2 separate regions of the Drosophila melanogaster genome follow, and region 2 is linked to region 1. The links are chromatin contacts, called in public HiChIP or PLAC-seq maps. All regions are on one chromosome and are shown on one strand. Each heading gives the region's core, a stretch centred on a gene start, on an enhancer-like site or on the middle of the called end of the contact. The rest is flanking DNA. Distances are from core to core; before and after follow the strand shown.

What was found. HiChIP or PLAC-seq counts read pairs in DNA pulled down with a chosen protein or histone mark.
Region 2: a contact with region 1 is called in an H3K27ac HiChIP or PLAC-seq map of the Kc167 cell line, with 4 times the contacts expected there. The contact joins the promoter of Btnd here to the promoter of CG5966 in region 1. A contact is called at or near these places in 16 of 107 Hi-C or Micro-C datasets (the Kc167 cell line, the S2 cell line, the Sg4 cell line and 7 more) and 1 of 6 datasets of contacts at active chromatin or transcription factors (the Kc167 cell line).

Annotation. Positions count from the first base shown.
Region 1 is chrX:5,987,198-5,990,326 of dm6, reverse strand. It overlaps CG5966, which reads right to left and starts at 1,536. Exons shown (of 3, transcript NM_132058.3): 1 at 970-1,536. The coding sequence starts at 1,087.
Region 2 is chrX:6,217,817-6,220,945 of dm6, reverse strand. Btnd (Biotinidase) reads left to right here and starts at 1,619. Exons shown (of 2, transcript NM_132070.3): 1 at 1,619-1,711; 2 at 1,865-3,129. The coding sequence starts at 1,652. Efr (ER GDP-fucose transporter) reads right to left here and starts at 989. Exons shown (of 2, transcript NM_132071.3): 1 at 529-989.

The DNA of each region.
Region 1 (3,129 bases), core at 287-2,786:
AATCTTGAAAATAATCTACTCGGGCAATTTGAATCCATGAAACTATAATAGGCATTATAAAACCATTAATCTGAACGTAACTGCCTTCTTTTAATATTCCTTTAAACTTTTGCAAAATCTCAATTAGAACTGTTGTGGTCTGGTAAAAAGCCTAACGATCCATGAAAAAACCTTAGACAATTTTCAAGATGTCAGATGCCTGTAATGTTCCATTAAGTATTTCATATGGGCCAGAAGACTTCAATTTATTTGGCCAGTGGTGCATGGATTGCCGTCTCTATTTTATCGTGGTCTTCTTTGGCTTTCCGTTTGTATCGGAAGTTTTCGATTAGATAGGCGTGTGCCGCGTCCCTCCAACAACTGAATACATATTATATATCTACATATATGTACGCACGATATGTACATATATGAAACCGCACCGGACGGAGTCGCGTCATTAGCCTTTTGGGACCCTGATTTCCAAATCAAATTGAAGCACGCCGAGTTGCCACCTGTGCCTCCATCACTCAGGTGATCGCAATCGCTGCGGGCTTCTTGAAAGAGCTTTCCCCATTTGCTAATGCGAGCAGCACTCAGCATCTTTGGATTTCGAAGCACTAAAGATCCGAAAACTGTTTGCTCAGCACACTCAGCAAAAGAAACCACTTAAGGTTGCCCCTAACTGGGCCCAAATGACACAGCTGCGGCCAAGATAATAGCTCCAATTACTCTACTCTCTTACTCTATAAAGTGGGGATATCTTGTATTTATTCTAATCTTTAACTTATTATTGAATAATAGTTCTACATATTTGTAAAAATTTCATTTCATTGAAACACTAGAAATCCCTTAGCTACTCCTATTTCGACCGCCACTGTGGCTCAAGTGGCAGATACTTTTGGGCCACTTTCGATGGACATGTTCTAGTTACGATGGGTGGTGCAATCGGTGGTAGCCAAAAGTGGGCTCGTGGCTCGAATTACTTACCACTTTTGGGAGCTGGTGGTAGGTCCACCAGGGTGTTGACTGCCGCCCGACTGGTGTGGTTGGCCAAATACAACATGGTCTGCAGCATTAGGCCGCCCGTCGTGTTGGCCACATACATCCTGCAGCTGTATCTGATTCCGATTCCGATTCCGATGCCAAATGTGATCCCTTAGATCCTGGGGATCTTGGAAATTCCCAACTTGAATCACACACTTTTTCCCAGGGCTTTAGTCAGTTCTTAACTGAACCACAATCACAAATCACTTGAACGAGTGCCACTCGAGTTGGCTATTATCTAAGGCTAGGACTGTATAGTCGAGTTACGATGGGATCGATCGATTGATCGATCGGCCTTTTGTTTGGTGCCTGGCTTTTCTTTTCTATAGTTTTAATTAAGTTGACGTTAATCTTATCGACTGTCTTTCGTCTCGAGTGTGCCGTTAGCTTGTTAGGTTAGTTGGCGGCCCTCGGTTTCTTTCGATTTTGACTATCGCCAATGACTGGGCTATATGTCGTGTATATCTCCGCCGATCTGAGTCGCTTGGAAACCGTCGCACCACTGAGCGGATCAGCTGCGCCCCACGCAATTTTTATAAAGACGTAGACGTCGCGAGAAATCGAAACCGTAACCGAAATCAGAAAGCTGCATCCGAAGCTGCAGCCGAAGCCGCCGATCGAAGATAGTGCTGACCGATCCGCCGATTTCCCGACATATACATATGCGTACAATACGTCTACCACTTCAAAGGTCAAGTGTAATAAACAGTTGGTGGAAGCCGAATATCTCGTGGAAATTACCATGAAGGCTATTCAGAAAAAAAACATACTTTAAATCTATAACCCGTTCAAGTATCACTATATATACCATTAAATGTTGATAACTACGCTCCTTTTACAGATATTATTTCTATGGAAGTTATGTCGTATTTTCGCTAGACAGCCAACACTGACCAATGAGCTTCGGCACGCGACTTACAGCAGAGAGTGTGAAAGAGAGAGAGGAAAGCAAGAGGCCCTGAGCAGCTGATAGTGCACAAGTCGAGCGTTTCGCTCAGTGTAGATGCAAAGTACACCAGCTGCTCTTTGTTGGATGCACCTTCTTGATAAGGAAGCCGATCCGCTCTGCCGACGACAACAAAGTGACCGCCATGAATGCGTTGAGCAATCTCTTACAGGAAGAGGGCGGCACAAGGGAGGATCTTATGATGGGTCAGAAATAGAGGATGGGGAACAGCCCCCTTGGGCAATCAGCAGCTGTTCTCGACAACCCATTCGGCACGGCGAGAAAAAATATACTTATTTGTATAAACTACCCATAACGATCCTAACGATTTGAACCATGTTTTTAAGGATATTCCATTATTATTGGCAATATATATCTTTAAATTTTAAAAGATTGTTATTTTAGCTTACTTTAAAAGTAGTTATATATCTAAAGATCAATATATTTGTAGAATATCTTTAAGCATGACGAACCTAGTTTTTTGCTAGCTTATTAATAGAAGAAAATTGTTTTGTGTGTAACATGCCAAGTGAATTTCTATGAAAACTGTGTCAATCGACGGGCCCCTGCCACGCCCTTGTCCCTCAGCCCACCGCCACTGACAGGTGGTGGTGTCAATGTCTGGTTAGCACTAAATATATTTGCATATGTATATTATGTTCCCCATTGGCACACGTTATCAGCGGCCAGTAATTTTCGCAGAATCCCGCCGTTTCGCTTTCGAGGCGTCCAAAGTCCGGAGAAGGTGTTTACGAGTCGGGTTTTCGATCGCTTGACACTCCACCAGGATCTCGAATATTGCCCATTGACGTCAAAGAGGCGGCCTTTCAAAAGCGTTATCACGACCTAAAGTCTGTCTGCTTTATTCTTGTTTTTGTTTACGACTTTTCTCGAAAACACAACAGAATACCCTGGAAAAATGCGAAGCTTTTAATACGATCTATACTTAGATATGTCTCTGACTCAGAGGGTATTACTTCCGTAAAGATTCAGCAGCTATTGCCCCGATTTCCGATAAGCATCGAACTTTGATTTCGAAAATTGATTCCGGTTCAAAAATCCACATGCATTGCAAATCAACACTGGTGTCTATTTGTTTTGATATTTTCCCATCGACGGGTCCAACGTCACAGCCACGCCCACTTGTTCCTAGCAAG
Region 2 (3,129 bases), core at 370-2,869, 230 kb before region 1:
TTCAGTCGTACGTCGTATGTGCAAAGCACACGGGGATACCGAAGAAAAACATACATTAGCATAAATTATTATACTTATTCTTTGCGCATTGTGAATGCATATGAAGCTAATCATTTGGCTCCGAGATTTATTAATCACGATAGCTAACAGTTATAGGAGATATAAAATTTGCATAAAATGCTTACCAAAAATAGAACTGATCGTAAACAAAGCTATTTTAAAGTGGTCTTTTTTGGTGAAATTAATGACAGTTTTATTCACTTTTTTACTAAGCTTATGCGGTACTAATTTTTATTGAAATATTAAGATTCTTTATCGATGGCTGGTAGCAGATCGATTTTTTCGATATATATAATCGAATTCTGGTTTTTACTGGAAGGGTATTTCCAAGGTCGGTGGGTGAGTGTAGATCGCAGCCCGCTCAGCGTTAGTCGGCAATTTGGACAATTGTCACGTTGCCGATAAGAACTATGCGAATTGTTTAATTTAAACTGAACAAAAACGACAATCGTTATCGGCGTTACTTACCTTCGCAATGGGATATATTCTAATCCGCGGGATGTGCGAGTTACGAATGCCTGTGGATTGTCCGGTTTAATGACGGATCTCGGATCTCGATTCTTTTGTCTCACTGGCGGGATGTCGAGAATCAAGATCGATTATATCAGTTGCTTGCTGTATAAACACTGCTCGCACACATATGTACACACACGAACGCACATGAGGGCGATTAGAACATGAATATGCACCAACACCAACCTGCGAATCAATTATCTCGCTCTTTCGCAGCGCGACCTTCACCGTTTTTCTATCTCTCTCGCTCGCCTATGGGCTCTCCTTGGAATGGCGTTTACCGTTCGTTGGGCGCATTGGAACTGTGGTAATTGGTTTTTTGGTAGCTCGCTAATAACCGTTAACAACTTGATTACAATCTTAATGTTTTGTTGTAGTTGCTGCCGCGTGCTGTTGTTGTTGAACAGCTGAAGATTGCTGCTGCTGGTGTGACCAGCTATTGGTGGTTGGTCGAAAAAAGCTGTTAGTTCGGGCAGAGCTTTAAGTTTGGGGCGACAATCGATATCGCGTGCAACAATTATCGAGAATCGAATTTGAATATTTAAGTTTAGAACATCCGGAGGTGTTTATATAATTTATTTGTTTTATGGAATTAAATATTACAAAAAAAAAAAAAAAAAAAAAAAAATACTGTTAGTCTAATTTGTGAATTGGAGACTATAAAGAGCAGCGTTAGGCAGGCACTTTAGGTTCGTCATTTTTCCGCATATCTTATCATATCATAACTGCTTTGACCAAACAAATCTGATACCTCAATTAATTGCTATCTTTTATGTCTTATTTTTAGTGTCTTCGTTTAAACACCTCGGCCAAGAAATCATTAACCCCTTGTTGACTAGCATACATTGTATATGAAACAGCACAGATAAGAGTCATATGAATAATTGGGGCTCTTATCTGCCGAAATGCATAATCTCATTGTATCCACCATCATCATTATTCGCCCGTAAAATAAAATGCCTATATGTAAGATAGTGAGATTTCTTTCTTGGCCCTGCACTTGATTCTTGATGCGTAGTCTTCGTTTTTGGCAAAGATCTCGATGTTTTGGCATTTGGATTTCGGCCGACGTTCCATTATGAAGTCGATTCAATTGAGTTTTCTACTCTTGTCAGTGCTCTTCAGCAGTTCGCATCAGGTAAATTTGGGTTTAGTACATATTTTAACTTGCATAGAACTCAAAAAAAAATTGGTTCACCTTGTCGTATACGTAACGTTTCCTAACATTCATAACTTCAACGCAATATTGCTATTCCAATGACAAAAGATATTATCTATATTCTCACCATAGCTTTCCAAGCCGGAAGATCCAACCTATACGGCAGCAGTGGTGGAGCACAGCCAGCCAGTGGGCGATTCTCCGCGTGCACGCACCACCTCAGCTTCGGAATCCTTTCAAAAGATCATCCGTGAAGTCGGCGATGTGGACATCATAGTGTTTCCCGAGCACATACTCAATAGTCAGGCCACAGCCACTTTTGTGCCCCATGAGTCGCAGAACATAACGCCCTGCTACCAAACGGACTATGAGCTCTTCCTCATCGAGCTATCCTGCTCGGCGAGGGCTAACCACCTGTATGTGGTCATAAACGTGGTGGAGAAGGAACTGTGTGCCCATGGAGCTGGTTCTGACACCTACAATCCTTGTCCATCGTCTGGCGTTCGGTACTTCAACACAAATGTCGTGTTCGATCGAAGGGGCAGGATTGTCTCGCGTTACAGAAAAACCCATTTGTGGCGACACGAGTATGTCTCGACATCAGTGCTCCGATCTCCGGATATATCCATCTTTAGGACAGACTTTGGCGTAACCTTTGGTCATTTCATCTGCTTCGACATGTTGTTCTATGATCCGGCGATGAAATTGGTGAAGGAGCACAAGATCACGGACATCGTGTATCCAACCTATTGGTTCTCGGAATTGCCATTCCTTGGCGCTGTACAACTCCAAGAGGGTTGGGCATTTGGTAATGATGTTAATGTTCTAGCCGCAGATGCCAGTAATCCCGATGGACGCACTTCCGGATCGGGTATCTATGCAGGACGCGGTGGCCGATTGGTGGCGGAGATTTTCGAGCAGCCCACCACTAAGTTGCTGATTGCGGAGGTGCCGAAGAGGGAACATGGCCAACTGGCACCCACTTTTACGCCGATCTTCGAGCCGCAGAGGAAAACGCAAAGATTGACTGGCCTGGCCACGTACCGGGATAATAATGTGGATATATTCGAAAGTGAATTGTTGGACGATGATTTTCTGAGTTTCGAACGCCAGTTGTGCCATGGCAGCTTTTGCTGTACCTTCTCCATCGAACGAAAGGTCACCAGTGCCGCGGAGAACGAGTTGCCCTCCAGTGGGGCCAAGTCATATCGCTATAGGATCGGCGTCTACTGGGGCAACGAGACCACCGTCATTGGCGTGGATCGCACGGAGCAGGCAACTTGTGCACTCTTTGCCTGCACGGATGTGCGTCTCGCGAGTTGTGGCTACATCTATCCGGAGAACGAGGAGGTCATCAATACGCATCATTTCACCAAGCTGAGTATCTCGGGCAATTT